Linked DNA regions of Sus scrofa: region 1 is linked to region 2. A link is a contact called in public Hi-C data. All regions are on one chromosome and are shown on one strand. The core of a region is the stretch at or near the end of the contact, and the rest is flanking DNA. Distances in the headings are between cores, read along the strand shown.

Region 1 (4,525 bases), core at 242-2,741, 180 kb after region 2:
AGAGGGGATAGCAAAGGTTTCATATTAATAACTCCCCTGTACTCCCAGGTCTATAAGAAAGCGTTTCCAAAAGCAGGGTGCCATTGTACGCAATGGTTGGCAATTGGCTAATTTTTTTTTAAATAATAAGAAAGAATCAGAAAAATAAAATATCCTTCAGTAGAGGTGCGAAAGGAACTGTATTAACAAATCCAAGAAGTCAGCCCTTCAAAACTAAAACATCTTTCTACCCTGAATAGCTGCAAAATTGCACCTCCTTCCCCATACTGTGGAAGAAAAAGACAAAAGTTTCTTCCAAAATCTGTTATTTTAAGATAGGCAGTCAGAGAAGGGAACAATAAAACACTGTCAGCAATGACACGGGTTGAATTAAAACCCAGGCACTGTTAAGAGGGATGTGAAGGACTCATCGCCCACTCGAGACAACTGGACATAAAAGCATGTTGATTAATAACGTAACCTTCCTTTAAAGCTGTTTTCAGACAGCCCCAAACCCTTTGCTGCACTCAGGTGAGGAATACGAAAAGGTTTCCCCAAGCTCCTCAATAGAAGCAACAACTAGAACAAACTAGACTTGTCACAGAATAATTTTCACCATATGGAGCCTGAATGCCTCACTGAGCAGCCCCAAAGGGCCTGAAGGGGATACACAATCATACTTGTTCCTCATCAAATGCCCCAGAGAAAACGTCTGTGCCTCTTTAAGGGACGTCTTACACATTCAGTCCATTCTAAGACGAGACACAAAGTATAAAAGGAGTGATTAACAAAGAAAATCTCCTAACATAGCCAATATTCCCTGATGAATATTTCATGCACAGCTCTGGTTCCCAACCTACAGGCAGAGGAGAGTGTTAGGCTCTTCGGAGTGACCAGAAATAGAGAGTCTTTGAGGTTACCGCTGGCAACGGGAGATGAGCTGCAAGATGAAATGTGGAATTCAGAACAATAGAAATCTCCCAGGAACCGGAGAATGGCTGGACGGAGGCTGGAACATAGCTTAAAACTTTAAGTTTTTTTTTTTCAGGATATACAGTTCCCAAGACCCATCAGCATCAAAAACCTGACAACCCTCATCATTGAGAATCCTCTCAAATTCTCTACTATTGATTTTACTTACCAACTACTCCACTTTCCATCTGGATGTTGTTTTTCTAGCTTTTGGCTTTAGCTTACTGATAGCTTCTGACTACTCATGGCTTCCACTGTATCTGACCCTACTAACAATTGCTCTATCACCTATCTATCTATCTGTCTATCTGTCTATCTATCTATCTATCTATCTACCTAACAAGAAACACAAATTAATACAAAGTCTCATACCAGGTCCCTTCCAAGACTGCTGATGACCCGGAGATTGGCTAATAGATTCGTCTTAACTTCAGGGCCCTCTCCTAGTCCAATCAGCTAAAATGGTAGGGTGAAATGATTTAGAACCAGGTATGGCCCAGAGCCCAAATCTGGCCTGCCACCTGTTTTTGTACTTTGACTCATTTATGTGTTGTCTGTGACTGCTTGGCAGGCAGAGTTGAGCAGTTGCCCACAAGGCCTGAAATATTTACTATCTGGCCTTTTACAGAAAGTGTCAGCTGATTCCTGATTTTGAACACAGCCAAGCAAAGAAGTGCTCTGAAAAGGGGCAGTAAGTGGGTTTCCTTAGGAAAGGCTCTGGAGTGGTGCAGGGATTTCTAAACTAAAAGCCTCAGGAGAAAGCTGCAGGGTTGTCTTGAGAAGTCCTTAGATCTGTATGAACATTGCAGAATGAATAAATATGCATACATTCAAATTATATAGATAATTTTTCTGTGGGTAAAATATAAATTAATTCACTTGAAAGTGATATTGATCCCCTACTATCTCTTTAATAACTCTCTTTTTTTTCCTCTACAAATTGGAATGGATTTCCTATCATGTTGAGAACCCCTGACATAGAAATATCAAAACAGTACATGATCTGAGAAGCATTTCTATTTAACTCTGGAATGCGATTTGACGTTAGTTATGTTTTTGTAAGGAACACGGTGTGACAGTCACCTTATAACATGGGGCTAAAACCAAGATGAAATACTCTAATTTCTACCATTTTGGAGCTATCTGATTCTTTTATGCTAAGAAGCTGGAGAGGAAAAACTGTGATCACTAGATTCACTTGATGAAAAGTGAATTTTCTGCCCATTTGCACAAAGAAATTAACTTTGCCCACTAAGTTAGGAGTTCTTCCTTATTTGATTTTGAGTGCTTGGAGTATAGAAATTGGCTTTCCTCTTCTTCATATACCACTGAATGAATAAATATGCACATCTTTCCTAGCTCAGTGAACTGGCACATTTGGAGGCCCTGATGTGTGTTTGTAGAATAAACAAGGAAACGTTGCCATATGTTCTCAGGGCTTGGTTAGCAAAGCTGATAGAGAAAGACCTTTAATTGTGAAGGAAACTGGGAGCATCTTTGTAACTGCTACCGTCCCTCTATAGGAAAACAAAGTTAAAGTCCTCCCTATAAAGGAAGAGTTTGTGAGATGCAGGCCTAACTAGTTTTCTCCCCCTCCTGGCCTCTGCAGTATTTGTGCTCAGGCCTACACCCACAGACCTGGCTCTAACCCTACCTTAGCTGCCCAGACCTTTCACCCACACTACCACCAACCCACCCTGAAAAGTTAGTTCCCACTCTGTGCTCACCACTTAGACTGAATTGTAATTACCTTTTAGTAGACAGCTTCTCTCGCAATAGCTTAGAAATTCATATTGTACCTCCTAGTGATAAAATTCAATCATAAATGAATACATGATGTAATAAGAATGTAAAATATAAGGCTTTATCCTCTCATCTCCCTGACCATCTGTGCCAGTTGATCATGATATACTTCCTTTGTTAGACTCACCTTCAACCTCACATCTTTCTTAATGATATAGCCTCTCCAGGCAGCCTCTAACTACATTTCAAAGTGCACAACTGTAGGTATATATCTTCCATTCAGAGGTTCAAATCCTAGACGTGGCTGTAATTAAACCATCCCTTCCTATAGCTACCTAATTCCTGATACATATCAATCCCTAAACAACCACCTCCCCTAGACCCCTCATCTGCCTGCTAACTAAATAATACCAGGTCTTGCTGCCAAATGTGAGACCCCCAGGAAGGAAAAACAGTGAGAAGCATCCGTGTGACCCCCTGCAGAGCAGCAAGCCCTTAGCAGTAAAACACCCTAGAAAACACAGCTGCCTGCTGTTCCCCAAACCCCCCTCCTGCTCCCAGGAATCATTCTGCCAGAACGTGGCTGTCCAGCTAGGCAAGTGGGAGAATCTGATAAGTTATACAATGCTGCCCTCTTGTGGTTAAAAGAAAAAATCACCTGTATAGAAAAAAATGTTCTATTTTCCATATACAGAAATTCAGGCACCCTATTAAAAAATGTAATACTTATGTCTTTTTAAAGCAGATAATTTAAAGTACACTGAGGTCAGATTCTAAGATAAGATGAAATAAATGATGATAAGTAAGATTGGAGTCCCTTGGTCGTTCAGTGGGTTAAGGATCCAGCATTGTCACTGCTGTGGCTTGGGTTGTTGCTGTGGCTTGGGTTGTTGCTGTGGAAAAGTTCCATCCCTGGCCTCAGACCTTCTGCATGCCACAGGCGTGGCTAGAACAAACAAACAAAGCAAAAAAAAAAAAAAAGCAAATACATAAAAATTGTAAGCAGAAAAAGTACATTCTCAGTTGAAAAGCCTCCTCTATATTGAATTACAATCACCATCAAGAATTTGTTACCACTTTCATAGTGGCTCGGTGGGTTAAAGATCCAGCATTGTCAGTGCTATGGCACAGGTTCAATCCTTGGCCCAGGAACTTTCACAGTCGGCAAGGTGGCCAAAATATTTTTTTAAAAAAATTTGGGAGTCCCCCTTGTGTCTCAGCAATAATGAACCCAACTAGTAGCCATGAGGATACAGGTTCCATTCCTGGCCCTGCTCAGTGAGTTAAGGATTCAGCAAGTTAAGGATCCAGCATATTCATGAGCTGCGGGGTAGGTCACAGATGAGGCTCAGCTCTGGCGTTGCTGAGAGCTGTTGCCAGCAGCTGCAGCTCTAATTCAACCCCTAGCCTGGGAACTTCCGTATGCCCCAAGTGCAGCCCCAAAACAGAAGAAGAAAAAAAATTCATTACTGGTTTCAGAATTTAAAAACTGATGAAAGATTTCTGGAATTCCTGCTGTGGCTCAGTGTATTAAGAATTCGAGGGGGAAGTTCCTGTCATGGCTCAGTGGTTAACGAATCGGACTGGGAACCATGAGGTTGCAGGTTAGATCCCTGGCCTTGCTCAGTGGGTTAAGGATCAGGCGTTGCTGAGAGCTGTGGTGTAGGTCGAAGACGCGGCTCGGATCCTGTGTTGCTGTGGCTCTGGCGTAAGCCGGTGGCTACAGCTCTGATTAGACCCCTAGCCTGGAAACCTCCATATGCCGCAGGAAGTGGCCCTAGAAAAGGCAAAAAGACAAAAAAAAAAAAAAAAAGAGAGAATTTGAGGGAGT
Region 2 (4,161 bases), core at 799-3,298:
AGGCCATTTCCTGCCCAATGCCTGTTTTTGCAAATAAAGTCTTGTTGGAGCATAGCCACATTCAGTCTATGGCTGCTTTCTCACTACAATGGCAAGATTAAATAGCAGCAACAAAAACCTCGTGGACTGCAGAGCAAATAAAATATTTACACCCTGGCCTTTTGTAGAAAGAATTTGAGAACAGTTATTCTAGAAGCTTGGGATACAGCAGTGGCAAAAATAGGAAAAAACAAAACAAAACCAAAAACACCCAACCCTGCTCTCATGATGCTTACATTCTAATGGGGGAAGAGAGTCGATACAACTTAATAAAAAAAGTCACATATTTAGTTAGAAAGTTAAGTATCATTGTAGAGAGTAATTAGGCTAAGGAGGATAGGGTGTGAGCAAGGGGAGGTGTTGCAGTTTTTGAAAAGGGGTTCTGGGCAGTTCTTATACCAAGTTAAGAGTAAGAAGCAGTTGACCTGGGGTTTTAGAGGCATTGTAAGAACTTTGGTTTTACTGAGTAAAATGGAAAACCACCAACATTATTTAAGTGGAGAAATGTGGTGACCTGATTTGGCTTTTAAAAGGCTCATTCCTGCTGTTTTTTTTGAAAATCAAGTGTAGTAGACATGATCAAATCAAGGAGATGAGTTAGGAGGTTTTGTAGGTGAGAGAGGATGTAGCATGGGTGATGCCCGTAGTAATGGAAATAACAAGAAATAATCAACTCCTTGGAATATTTTGACAGTAAAGAAACAGGATTTGCTGAAGGATTAGAGAGAGGAAAGGAGTCAAGGATGACCTTCCTTCCCCACCTCACAGTTTTTGAACTGAGCTGAAAGACCAGAGTTGCCATCAACTGAAGGCTAAAGCAGACTTGGGGCCCGCATTTATTTCCTGGGGCTACTGTAACAAAGTATCACAAAGTTGGTGGTCTAAAATAGTAAGAATTAGGAGTTCCCGTCGTGGCGCAGTGGTTAACGAATCCGACTAGGTTCGGTCCCTGCCCTTGCTCAGTGGGTTAACGATTCGGCGTTGCCGTGAGCTGTGGTGTAGGTTGCAGACGCGGCTCGGATCCCGCGTTGCTGTGGCTCTGGCGTAGGCCGGTGGCTACAGCTCCGATTGGACCCCTAGCCTGGGAACCTCCATATGCCGCGGGAGCGGCCCAAGAAATAGCAACAACAACAACAACAACAACAGCAACAACAACAACAAAAAGACAAAAGACCAAAAAATAAATAAATAAATAAAAATAAAACAGTAAGAATTAGTCTCTCATCGTTCTAAAGGACAGAAGTCCAAAACGAAAGTATCAGCAGGGCCATACTCCTGCCAAAGGCTCTAGGGAAGCATCGTTCCTTGTCTCTTCCGCTTCTCGTGGCTCTAGGCAGTTTTTGACTTAGGGTTCTATGACCACAATCTCTACCTCTGTCTTCACTTGGCCTTCTCCTCTTCTGTGCATCTTCTCTTCTATCTCTTATATACCCACTTGTCATTAGATTTAGGACCTACATAGATAATCCAGAATGATCTCATCTTAAGATCCTTAACCTAATTGTATCTGCAAAGACCCTTTTTCCAAATAAAGTCATATTCACAGATGCCAGGCAGAAATACCTTATCTATCTATCTATAAGAAGAAGAAGAGAGTTCTATTTTTACATGTTAAATATGAAATGTGTCTGAATTTATCAAGTGGACATTTTGAGAAGACAGTTTCATACATGGGGCTGGAATTCAAGCACATGATGGTGGAAGCCAAGAGTTCAATCTCTCTTTCCTCTATCCATGTAGGCTCAGATGTCCCAGGGGTCTCCCCTATACAATGGAATAACTGGTAAAATGGCCCTTGACATAAAGTAATATGATGTGTCTACACCATCCCCACTGTTGATGACCTTGGGGGTAACACAAAAAGCCTTCTGCTTTTCTCTTTTAAAAAGTGGTGTGAATTTGACCAAGCAAGATGAGATTCTTGGGGGCAGAAGGGAAATGACATTGTTTGTTTTCCTTTGGGATGATATCAAGCTTACCCAAGTACAAAAGGAACTAATCAATTGTCATGGTTTGATTGTCCCTGGCTCTTGCCTTGTGAAACACTGCAAACATTTACAAGCTGAGGTTAATAATCCAACCAATAGTTTGGAACAGCAACTTTCTCCACTCTACAAAGAATAAATGGCTTTGCTAGCAGCATTTTCTAACCCATGGAGACAACTAGTTGAGAAGGAATTTGAGCATTAGACCACTTAATATTGACTCCACATAGATAGTCTGCTAAATCCAAAACCTCAAAGCTCAATGTATTAATGAATCTTGGAGTCTCTGGAGACCTCTTGCTGGTCAGAGAAAAGATCTATCAAGCACCCTCTCTTTAATTTAAAGTGAAAATTTACGTTCTCTGGGTCTCAGGTGTAATCATGTTAATTCATTGGGAAATATATAAGGGATTGCCAAAAGTAGGAATGATCCAATTATAGGTCTAAATGAGTTTGGGTTTCCTTGTTTTTGTCAGTCTGATTCATGAAGTACTTTCACTTTCAGACAATCGAAATTTATTTATATAGGTTTGGGACTTATTAATGTAGCTAAAAAGGCCCAGAGGTGGAATTATAGGTTTTTCTAAAAAACAGTGAAATTGGTATACTAAAAATCCAATTTAAACATTAACATTTGAGTCAAAGCTACTTTTAATAAGTAACAAGAAGGGAGATGTCTTAGGACAGGGTAACCCCAGAGAATGTTGCTCAAATGTGACTTCTTCATCCAAAAGTTTTCTGGCTCCATTTTTTCAGAATCTGCCAGGACAGAAAATATCCCGATCTCATGGTTTGTTCAATGACATAAATGATTAAGCAGTTTCCCTAAGCTCCTATTAAGTAGGGACCTTTAGGAAAACATTTAGTAGCCTGGTTTATTTTCTCAATCTGGGCACCAAAGGTGCATTGAAATGATTCATCTACCTTACTCTTCCAGGACAGAAATTAATATAATTAGGAGAGGACTCACGCATTGGGTTCCTTCTCACAGAAAGAGGAAAAAGCAACATGCCCTGCTTCATAGTCACTACCCCTGTTCTAAGGGAGATAGTAAAGTGAAGTTTTTAAAATAATGGTCCTTGTTTCAATCCCTGGCCTCGCTCAGTGGGTTAAGGATCCGCGTTGCTGTGAGCTGAAGTGTAGGTTGCAGACACGGCTCAGATCTGGCATTGCTGTGGCTGTGGCATAGGCCGGCAGCTATAGTTCTGATTAAGACCCCTAGCCCGGGAACTTCCATATGCCGTGGGTGTGGCCCTAAAAAGACAAAATAATAATAATAATAATAATAATTGACATTAGGCATATATTTGTATCTGCAATTTGCCTCTCCTGTCACTTCCTATGACTTCCTAAACCTCATATTTTTATATATAGAAAAGAGATTAAAATAGTCCCTGTTTCATAAGGTTTTCATGACCATTAAAAGTAAAGAATAGGAGATATATAAAAAATATAATAAAATGATAACATTTGTTTTAAAAAAGAAAATAGGGAGTTCCCGTCATGGCGCAGTGGTTAACGAATCCGACTAGGAACCATGAGGTTGCGGGTTCGGTCCCTGCCTTTGCTCAGTGGGTTAACTATCCGGCGTTGCTGTGAGCTGTGGTGTAGGTTGCAGACGCGGCGGATCCCGCGTTGCTGTGGCTCTGGTGTAGGCTGGTGGCTGCAGCTCCGTTTCGACCCTTAGCCTGGGAACCTCCATATGCCGCGGGAGTGGCCCAAGAAATAGCAAAAAAAAAAAAAAAAAAGTGAAAAAGAAAATAGGAGTTCCCGTAGTGGTGCAGTGGTTAACGAATCCGACTAGGAGCCATGAGGTTGTGGGTTCGATCCCTGGCCTTGCTCAGTGGGTTAACGATCCGGCGTTGCCTGTGAGCTGTGGTGTAGGTTGCAGACCCGGCTCGGATCCCGCGTTGCTGTGGCTCTGGCGTAGGCCGGCGACTACAGCTCCGATTGGACCCCTAGCCTGGGAACCTCCATGTGCCGCGGGAGTGGCCCAAGAAATAGCAAAAAGACAAAAAAAAAAGGAAAGAATAGAATACATTGTCTAACATAAGGTAAGCAGTATTTGTTGTAGCTATAATAATTATTATTATCTGAATACTCAAAGTAGGGTTATAGCGAAGAGCTAACAATTCTA

The links. Hi-C and Micro-C count contacts between places; a contact is called where the count stands out from the background.
Region 1: a contact with region 2 is called in a Hi-C map of liver, with 4 times the contacts expected there. The contact joins two enhancer-like sites. A contact is called at or near these places in 1 of 5 promoter capture datasets (liver) and 2 of 47 Hi-C or Micro-C datasets (both in liver).

The regions. Positions count from the first base shown.
Region 1 is chr12:31,188,975-31,193,499 of Sscrofa11.1, forward strand. No RefSeq gene overlaps it. Among named protein-coding and RNA genes, the nearest start is that of TOM1L1, 16 kb to the right of the region's middle. Within about 2 kb of position 1,492, at least 2 of the 83 cell types and tissues checked have an H3K27ac peak or open chromatin away from gene starts, as enhancers often do. A contact at or near this core is called in liver, where this site is marked.
Region 2 is chr12:31,006,608-31,010,768 of Sscrofa11.1, forward strand. No RefSeq gene overlaps it. Among named protein-coding and RNA genes, the nearest start is that of TOM1L1, 200 kb to the right of the region's middle. Within about 2 kb of position 2,049, at least 2 of the 83 cell types and tissues checked have an H3K27ac peak or open chromatin away from gene starts, as enhancers often do. A contact at or near this core is called in liver, where this site is marked.